3 separate regions of the Mus musculus genome follow, and all the other regions are linked to region 3. The links are chromatin contacts, called in public HiChIP or PLAC-seq maps. All regions are on one chromosome and are shown on one strand. The core of a region is the stretch at or near the end of the contact, and the rest is flanking DNA. Distances in the headings are between cores, read along the strand shown. Region 1 overlaps Gm35255 (a long non-coding RNA gene). Region 2 has its middle 4.1 kb from the start of Mir6378. Region 3 holds the start of Sox2 (SRY (sex determining region Y)-box 2).

Evidence for each region. HiChIP or PLAC-seq counts read pairs in DNA pulled down with a chosen protein or histone mark.
Region 1: an H3K4me3 HiChIP or PLAC-seq map of embryonic hindbrain shows a contact between it and region 3, with 2.5 times the contacts expected there. The contact joins the enhancer-like site here to the promoter of Sox2 in region 3. A contact is called at or near these places in 5 of 39 promoter capture datasets (the 3T3-L1 cell line, hippocampal neurons, liver and 1 more), 5 of 115 datasets of contacts at active chromatin or transcription factors (embryonic forebrain, embryonic hindbrain, embryonic midbrain and 2 more) and 1 of 9 other capture datasets (embryonic stem cells).
Region 2: a contact with region 3 is called in an H3K4me3 HiChIP or PLAC-seq map of craniofacial prominence, with 6 times the contacts expected there. The contact joins the enhancer-like site here to the promoter of Sox2 in region 3. A contact is called at or near these places in 3 of 39 promoter capture datasets (hippocampal neurons, liver and stem cell-derived epiblast-like cells), 2 of 484 Hi-C or Micro-C datasets (embryonic stem cells and epidermal suprabasal cells), 11 of 115 datasets of contacts at active chromatin or transcription factors (SST interneurons, craniofacial prominence, embryonic midbrain and 3 more) and 1 of 9 other capture datasets (embryonic stem cells).

What each region holds. Positions count from the first base shown.
Region 1 is chr3:34,957,775-34,960,474 of GRCm38.p6, forward strand. Gm35255 (a long non-coding RNA gene) reads left to right here. Exons shown (of 3, transcript XR_389674.1): 3 at 1,498-1,757. Among named protein-coding and RNA genes, the nearest start is that of Gm35255, 8.9 kb to the left of the region's middle. Within about 2 kb of position 1,312, at least 8 of the 459 cell types and tissues checked have an H3K27ac peak or open chromatin away from gene starts, as enhancers often do.
Region 2 is chr3:34,917,198-34,919,897 of GRCm38.p6, forward strand. No RefSeq gene overlaps it. Among named protein-coding and RNA genes, the nearest start is that of Mir6378, 4.1 kb to the right of the region's middle. Within about 2 kb of position 1,279, at least 5 of the 459 cell types and tissues checked have an H3K27ac peak or open chromatin away from gene starts, as enhancers often do. A contact at or near this core is called in craniofacial prominence, where this site is marked.
Region 3 is chr3:34,648,685-34,651,384 of GRCm38.p6, forward strand. It overlaps Sox2 (SRY (sex determining region Y)-box 2), which reads left to right and starts at 1,311. Exons shown (of 1, transcript NM_011443.4): 1 at 1,311-2,700. The coding sequence starts at 1,732. The coding sequence ends at 2,691. The region is part of intron 3 of Sox2ot (SOX2 overlapping transcript (non-protein coding)); the gene reads left to right. RefSeq lists a promoter at 798-1,548.

The DNA.
Region 1 (2,700 bases), core at 62-2,561, 310 kb after region 3:
ATGGTGGGGAAGGTATGGCTGTAGAACACACAAGAAACCAAGAGGGATGGATTATGATGCTTGGCTTGATTTCTTCCTTTTATTCCGTCTTGGTCTCCACCCACATTCAAAGGAGGTCTCTCTGGAAACAGCCGTACTGACACACCCAGAGGCACATCTCCAGGGAATTCTAGATCAGTCAAGTTGACAGTAGAGGTCAACCATTACAGAGGCTTTGGGTTGTTTGGTCATCAGGCAAAAGACATTCGGGAGTGTTGAATGCCATCCTAGTCTCTGATGGGAAGATGCCCAGTTTATGACTGCAAACCCACTGGCCTCATTTTACCTCACCTCCTCCATTCTTCCTTTATGACGTCAGAGATGTGGTTTACTTCATAGACCTAACAAGAACAAAACTGAGATAAGTGGTATAAAATGACTAGCACCCTAAATGAACAGAATTAATAATTCTTACAACCCATAGACTAGATACCTTGAATATATCATCTCAGATCCTTAAAGTATCTATTGAGGCTGCTGTCTCTAATCTTTACAGGAAACAGGCATACATGTCAGGAACTTTCCCAAGTGCCTGAGTCGGCTCAGTGCCCAGACCTCTCCTGCCTGGCTTTGCAAATCTTTACATGTTCATATTTACAGGTTTCACTCTGATTAGTTATTCATTGGAAATGGACCATAGATTAGAATAATGATGATGACCATGATCCTCGTGCTCGGTGTGTGAAAACTTCTTAATTGTGGTCAGAGATGCCAGTTCTGGGTACCGTATGGAGTTTGGGAGCAAAGAGGGGCTCACCAACACAGCTGAGCAAAAACCCAAACGTCAGTGATGACGTCCGTCATTACATGACTTAGAAGCTGAATAGACCACTGGAAAGCAGCAAGGAACGTCCAGAGTCACATTTCTGAGACATGGTAGGAGCATTCCTGTCACAGAGGCTTTTCAAACACTTTCTGTGTTGCACCTGCTTGATCCAACAAGAAGGGATATTCACCAAGAAGTCACACCCACGAGCATGTATAAACATTTAACTGCAAAATTACTTTCCTGAAAATCACCACAGAAATGTAACTGAAAGAACTCCCTCTTCTTTTGGTATCTTCTTGGTGACGCTCTACAAATAAGGGACATTTTTCTTATTAATTTCCCCAAAGAGTAAGTCTTGGTGGCTCATTGAAACATATCTTTTTAGCAAGATTAATTTTAAAGTTTGACATTATGAGTATCAAATTAAGCTGTCAGCCTAGGAAGTGATACAGAGAAAGATCTGTGCCGAGCACCAGGGGCGAGGAGGCATGTTTGAGTGACTCTTTTCTCATTATGTCATTCCCAGCTTGTGAGTAGAGAGACACTTGTCCCAGCCTCACCATCAACCACCATATCATTGCTGCCTCAAACTGTTACTAGAGCCGCGGACACAGGGTATTATGTCTGTCGACAGCTCCAATTAGCTGGCGTGTCTGACTAGTGACAGCGCCATCCACTTTTGTTTACAGCGACGGTGGGAGCTGTATCTCGTCTCCCACCTCCAGCGGCAGACAGATGGATGGAGCTGTGTAATCATCGAGGGAAGCATGCGATCTTCTCCCTTCACAAACCGCCACGAGGAGCAGAACCAACGGCCTTTTGTCTGTGCTTAGAAGTGACTGTCAAGTTCACAGGCTGAATATGGATGAAGCGCCTCACATGTATGTATGAGCGGAGCGCTCTAGACTGCAGGGTGTTGACATCATACAGATGCTTTCCCAAGACAAGGTGACGCTTCATTTGTATCAAAGTGGCATTGTTTGTAAGTCTTCTACTGAAAAATGTCAATGTATCAACCAGTCAACTTTATGATTATTTCTATAATGGGAGGGAAAACTGTTTAATTAACATTTTATAACATCTTATATTACCTTTTACTCCCATACATGATAGAATCTTTTGCTTTGGATTCCCTACATTTATTTTTCTCCACTAATTCTGTCTCCTGCTCACTAGAGACCTGGGGAAGACAAAGTCCACCATGTTGACAGTGGAGAGAGCTTTGTAGTTCCGAGCATGTGCCACACATTCCCTTTTCAGTCCATGGACATATAATGCAGGAGCTTTGGAGACAGCTCAGTCCATGGGTGCTTAGCTTAAAAGAAGTTTTCATGGCTTGCTCTTATACCATGGGTATTCTTATACCACCCAGGATCACCAGCTCAGGGCTGGCCCTACCCATGTAGGGCTGAACACTTCCACATCATCAATCAAGAAAATACCCCACAGGCTTGCCCAAGGCCAAGCTGATGGCGGCATCTTCTCAACTGAGGTTCCCTCTTCCCAAGCACCTGAGTCCAATCCTTAGCGCTCATGTGTGCAATAATTGCCTGTAGACTCTGTGCTGGGGAGGCAGAGACACGAGCATCCTATGGCTTTTTGGTCAGCCAGGCTAGCTGGATTGTTGAGTTCAAGTTTCATTGAGAGACCTTGTTACACACACACACACACACACACACACACACACACACACACACAGAGAGAGAGAGAGAGAGAGAGAGAGAGAGAGACAGAGAGAGACAGAGAGAGACAGAGAGAGACAGAGACAGAGAAAGACAGAGAGACAGAGAGACAGAGAGACAGACAGAGACAGAGAGAAACAGAGACAGAGAGACAGAAAGAGAGTAATTGAGGAGTACACTTGATGTCAACCAACCTCTGGCTTCCATGTG
Region 2 (2,700 bases), core at 29-2,528, 270 kb after region 3:
CGCTATCACATCCTCCGGTGAACAAGGTTTTTATGTTCTTCATAGCTTAAAACAACTTCGTTGCATCAAAACAATAACTGTCTAGGTGTCCTTTGGGATGCAGGAGGGGAAGGGGGTGTTGGTATAAAATAGATCATTAGAAGTAGATATGATTAAAGTACATTATATGCATGGATGGATGTATTATAATGAAAACCCTTAGGTACTATTGTGTATATATACACTAGGAAATTTTACAAAAACTCAAAATGAACTGTTTTACACAAGACCTGCCACACAAAATGATGCAGTGACTCCTAGGGTCACCCTGCGGCCTGGGTAGGGTGGTGACTGAAGGCATACTGTGTCATTTTATATAGAATAAGTAGGGAAGTGCTTTAAGGATGCAGTGTGCAAGCCAGAGTGACTGCCATCCAGACTTGCCCATCTCTCTGATGGTAAGGGTTGAGAGAGACTGGCTTGTGAGAGAAACTAAAAGAAGTAAACATGCCAGATGACCAGGCACATGAGTAAAGTGAGAAGAAACTGTGGCCTCCACAGTGAGGTAGAAGCGACCAGGAACATTGCAGGACTCTGGCTCCCATTCACGTGTCCCCATCTGCTGTCCAGGCAAAATCCTACCTGGAAAGCGGAATATAATCCCATTTCCCTCAGTTTACTTACGCTCCATCTGAAAAAAAATCCTGATATTCGTAGGAAAGATATTTTGAATCTAACAAGTTTAGATGGAACCCAAACTCACCTTGCAAATTAAGAAAACAAAAACAAAAACAAAAAGTGTAAGCGATTTAATGTCTTTCGTAGAAGGTCTAGATGCCAGACAGTACAGAAAGCAGGGATCAAAATGATTACTATCAAGGCCAGAACTTCAACAAAACATTTGTTCTGAAATGCACAGACTGTTATGACAAAAGTCTAGACAGTGATAATGACCCTTAATGTTGACAAGAAAAAAAAAAGACTTCAGAGAAAAGAAATGGAGAAGGAAAGGAAGGGAGGGAGAGAGAAAGGGAGGGAGAGAGAAAGGGAGGGAGGGAGGGATGCAGGAGAAAAGAAGGAGGGAGGACAGATAGGAGAGAGGAAGGAAGGAAGAAAGAATGGAAGAGGAGAAAACAAAGAAGGAAGGGTGTTAGGGAAGAAGGAAGGGATGGGAGGAGGGAGGAGGAGGAGGAGAGGAGAGAGACAGGGAGGGAAGTGAAGGGCTGACTCTCTACTTCAAGCTGCATACTTTCAGTCAGTTTATACAGAGCACGCACTGGGAGAATCCAGGCTGGCAGGCAGAGATGTAACACAATACACTCAGATGCCCTCACAAGTCAGGAGCTTTGGGGCCAGAATAGTGGAGGGTGAAGGAAATTAACCAGGATTTTATTGCCGTTTATGAGAAGTCAGGTGTGAGAGGCACACACCAATCTTTGAAAACAGACTGGATTTGCTTAAAAGCAAATGGTTTTTGTTAGGGGGCTTATTTTACTCATGTCAAAAATATGAAATTACACCATTAAAGGAAGTGGTAAAATCTACATCACTGCAAAGCCTCGGGGATATATCCACGTGTTCCCACACGCTCAACAGCTATGAAAAGTGTGATTTTCATTTTACCTGCTAATCGAGTACTTGGAGATATTCAGTGGGGGCTTATCCTCTTACTTTTGATTTCTGAGCAATTTCAGAGACACTTTCTACTGCAAAAATAAACTCAAATGCTTATAATTCCAGAAATTCATGTTACAACCAATGTTTTATGTGGCTTTTACCCATGGTTTGAAGGAAGCAGCCATTTCTGATCTACATTTGTGGTCTCGTTTAAGGTTTTTCTGGTTGAGGGATTAAGAAAATACTTAATGATTTTGTGCATCTCATTTATATAACGCTCTAACAAGGTAACAAGGAAAGTCCTGAGAGTTGAGAGAGAAGGAACTTTGGTCTGAAAATTTGAAAATTTACTTTGATTCTCAGTTCTGTGATTTCCCCTCCCTCTCTCCTTCCCTCCCCCACTTCTTTTCTCCCTTCTTCCTTCTCCTCCTTCTCTCTCTCTCTCTCTCTCTCTCTCTCTCTCTCTCTCTCTCTCTCTCTCGCTCTCTCTTGCTCTCTCTCCTCTCTCTCTCTGTGGTGCCACTGACCAATCGCAGGACCAGGCCAGTGTGTTCCCCTGGTTCTCACCTCCCTTCCCTTTTGACCTCACAGTTTTAAGTGGGCATTTGTTAAACAAGATGGGGAGACCCAGCTCTGCAAGCTTCCATGGAAGCACAACATCCTCAAAGCAGAAATTACCTTACATTTTTTAGTGCTCTTTGAAAAGTTTAAGTGCAATAAAATCTCTTCAGTATTTCAATATATATAATATAGTAATTACTTCTGCAATTAGAAGGAACAAAGCATTAAATCACTTTTTATTAAGTTATTTTCAATAGATGTATTTTATACTTACAAAACCATATGATAGGTATAATACTTATTAGTTTTGATTCACATCCACATATGGTGTTGATGTAGTATGTCAGCACATATTTATCACGGAATTATCCACACAGGAGTGACCCAGCTGCACAAGAAACACAATAATTAGAAGTTGCAAGGGCACAGAGAGACACAATGTAAGAAAAACTCACACGCAATGAACAGCAACCATTTCTTATTGTGCTCCCAAGAGTGAGCCCATGAAGCAGCTATAAGACACTTAGAGCTTATAAGACACTT
Region 3 (2,700 bases), core at 61-2,560:
TTTGAGCGCCTGCCGATTGAAATCTTTACGTCTGGACAATGGGAGATCGGCTAAAATTACCCTCTCGGGTCCTGGGCAGGCAAGATTCTTGAACCCCTACCCCCGCCCCCAGCCCATTCTCCCACAGCCTGGGCTTGCTTGGTGCCGGCTCCTCGGGTTCGGCGGGCCTTCTCTCCGCCTGCACCTGCACCTCTGGACCCCGCGCGCTTCCCAGGCCCCGGCGCCTCTCGGCCGGGCCTTCGTGACTACCACCGTGCCTGTCAGCAGGGGCAATGCCGGCTGCGCTGCCCCATCCTGAGAACGCTGCGTGGGAGGGAGTTTGTGAGCGCAGCCCAAATGCCACCTCCGCGCCTCGCGGTGGGATGCCAGGAAGTTGCGTGACCCTCCCCCCATCCCCTGCACTCGGGAGCTTCTTTCCGTTGATGCTTTCGTCCCCAAGGTTTCCTCTGAAACTGCCACCACTAAAAATCCTCTTGTGTCAGGGTTGGGAGTTAGAAAGAGCGGGAGCAGAGTTCCAGCTTTGCCTTTGCACCCTTTGGATGGGGCAGGTTGGTGGAGTAGGGAATTAGGGGTTGAGGACACGTGCTGCGGTTCCTTGAGCCACACCTGAGTCGGCCTAGGAAAAGGCTGGGAACAAGGCCTGGTCCTAGCTCTGCTCTACAGTCAGCTACATGGGCAGAGGACTCGTGTTTGGGAACCGAGCCGATGACACGGAAGCCAGGAGGGCGCTGAGGCCCGAGGCTTGGGTCTAACTTCTCGTCTGTACGGTGAGAAGAGGGGGTGAGTGGGTGCTGGCGACAAGGTTGGAAGAGGGGCTGCGACAGAGCGCAGTGCCGCGGATGAGCGCAGAAACAATGGCACACCACCTCCGGCTCTGCCAGCTTCCTGAAATACTAGTTGGACAGTCGCCCTGAACCACCCATGGGCCTTGCCCCACCCTGGCCCCAGCTTCCCGCGCCCCATCCACCCTTATGTATCCAAGAGAGAGCCAATATTCCGTAGCATGGGGGAAAGGAGCTGTCGTCTTGGTGCTGTTTACCCACTTCCTTCGAACAGGCGTGCGCCGTGACCTGTTGCTGAAAACGGGGGGCGGGGGGGGGGGATACAAAGGTTCCCCAGCGGCCGGCTGCGGGCCCGCCTCCCCCGCGCGGTTCGGGGCACAGCGCTCTGCTGGGCTCGGCTCGGCGGCGCGGCAGGCCCCGCCCCCTTTCATGCAAAACCCTCTGGCGAGGCTGGGCTCGGGCGCAGGAGCCGGCGCTCGCTGATTGGCCGCCGGAAACCCATTTATTCCCTGACAGCCCCCATCACATGGATGGTTGTCTATTAACTTGTTCAAAAAAGTATCAGGAGTTGTCAAGGCAGAGAAGAGAGTGTTTGCAAAAAGGGAAAAGTACTTTGCTGCCTCTTTAAGACTAGGGCTGGGAGAAAGAAGAGGAGAGAGAAAGAAAGGAGAGAAGTTTGGAGCCCGAGGCTTAAGCCTTTCCAAAAACTAATCACAACAATCGCGGCGGCCCGAGGAGGAGAGCGCCTGTTTTTTCATCCCAATTGCACTTCGCCCGTCTCGAGCTCCGCTTCCCCCCAACTATTCTCCGCCAGATCTCCGCGCAGGGCCGTGCACGCCGAGGCCCCCGCCCGCGGCCCCTGCATCCCGGCCCCCGAGCGCGGCCCCCACAGTCCCGGCCGGGCCGAGGGTTGGCGGCCGCCGGCGGGCCGCGCCCGCCCAGCGCCCGCATGTATAACATGATGGAGACGGAGCTGAAGCCGCCGGGCCCGCAGCAAGCTTCGGGGGGCGGCGGCGGAGGAGGCAACGCCACGGCGGCGGCGACCGGCGGCAACCAGAAGAACAGCCCGGACCGCGTCAAGAGGCCCATGAACGCCTTCATGGTATGGTCCCGGGGGCAGCGGCGTAAGATGGCCCAGGAGAACCCCAAGATGCACAACTCGGAGATCAGCAAGCGCCTGGGCGCGGAGTGGAAACTTTTGTCCGAGACCGAGAAGCGGCCGTTCATCGACGAGGCCAAGCGGCTGCGCGCTCTGCACATGAAGGAGCACCCGGATTATAAATACCGGCCGCGGCGGAAAACCAAGACGCTCATGAAGAAGGATAAGTACACGCTTCCCGGAGGCTTGCTGGCCCCCGGCGGGAACAGCATGGCGAGCGGGGTTGGGGTGGGCGCCGGCCTGGGTGCGGGCGTGAACCAGCGCATGGACAGCTACGCGCACATGAACGGCTGGAGCAACGGCAGCTACAGCATGATGCAGGAGCAGCTGGGCTACCCGCAGCACCCGGGCCTCAACGCTCACGGCGCGGCACAGATGCAACCGATGCACCGCTACGACGTCAGCGCCCTGCAGTACAACTCCATGACCAGCTCGCAGACCTACATGAACGGCTCGCCCACCTACAGCATGTCCTACTCGCAGCAGGGCACCCCCGGTATGGCGCTGGGCTCCATGGGCTCTGTGGTCAAGTCCGAGGCCAGCTCCAGCCCCCCCGTGGTTACCTCTTCCTCCCACTCCAGGGCGCCCTGCCAGGCCGGGGACCTCCGGGACATGATCAGCATGTACCTCCCCGGCGCCGAGGTGCCGGAGCCCGCTGCGCCCAGTAGACTGCACATGGCCCAGCACTACCAGAGCGGCCCGGTGCCCGGCACGGCCATTAACGGCACACTGCCCCTGTCGCACATGTGAGGGCTGGAC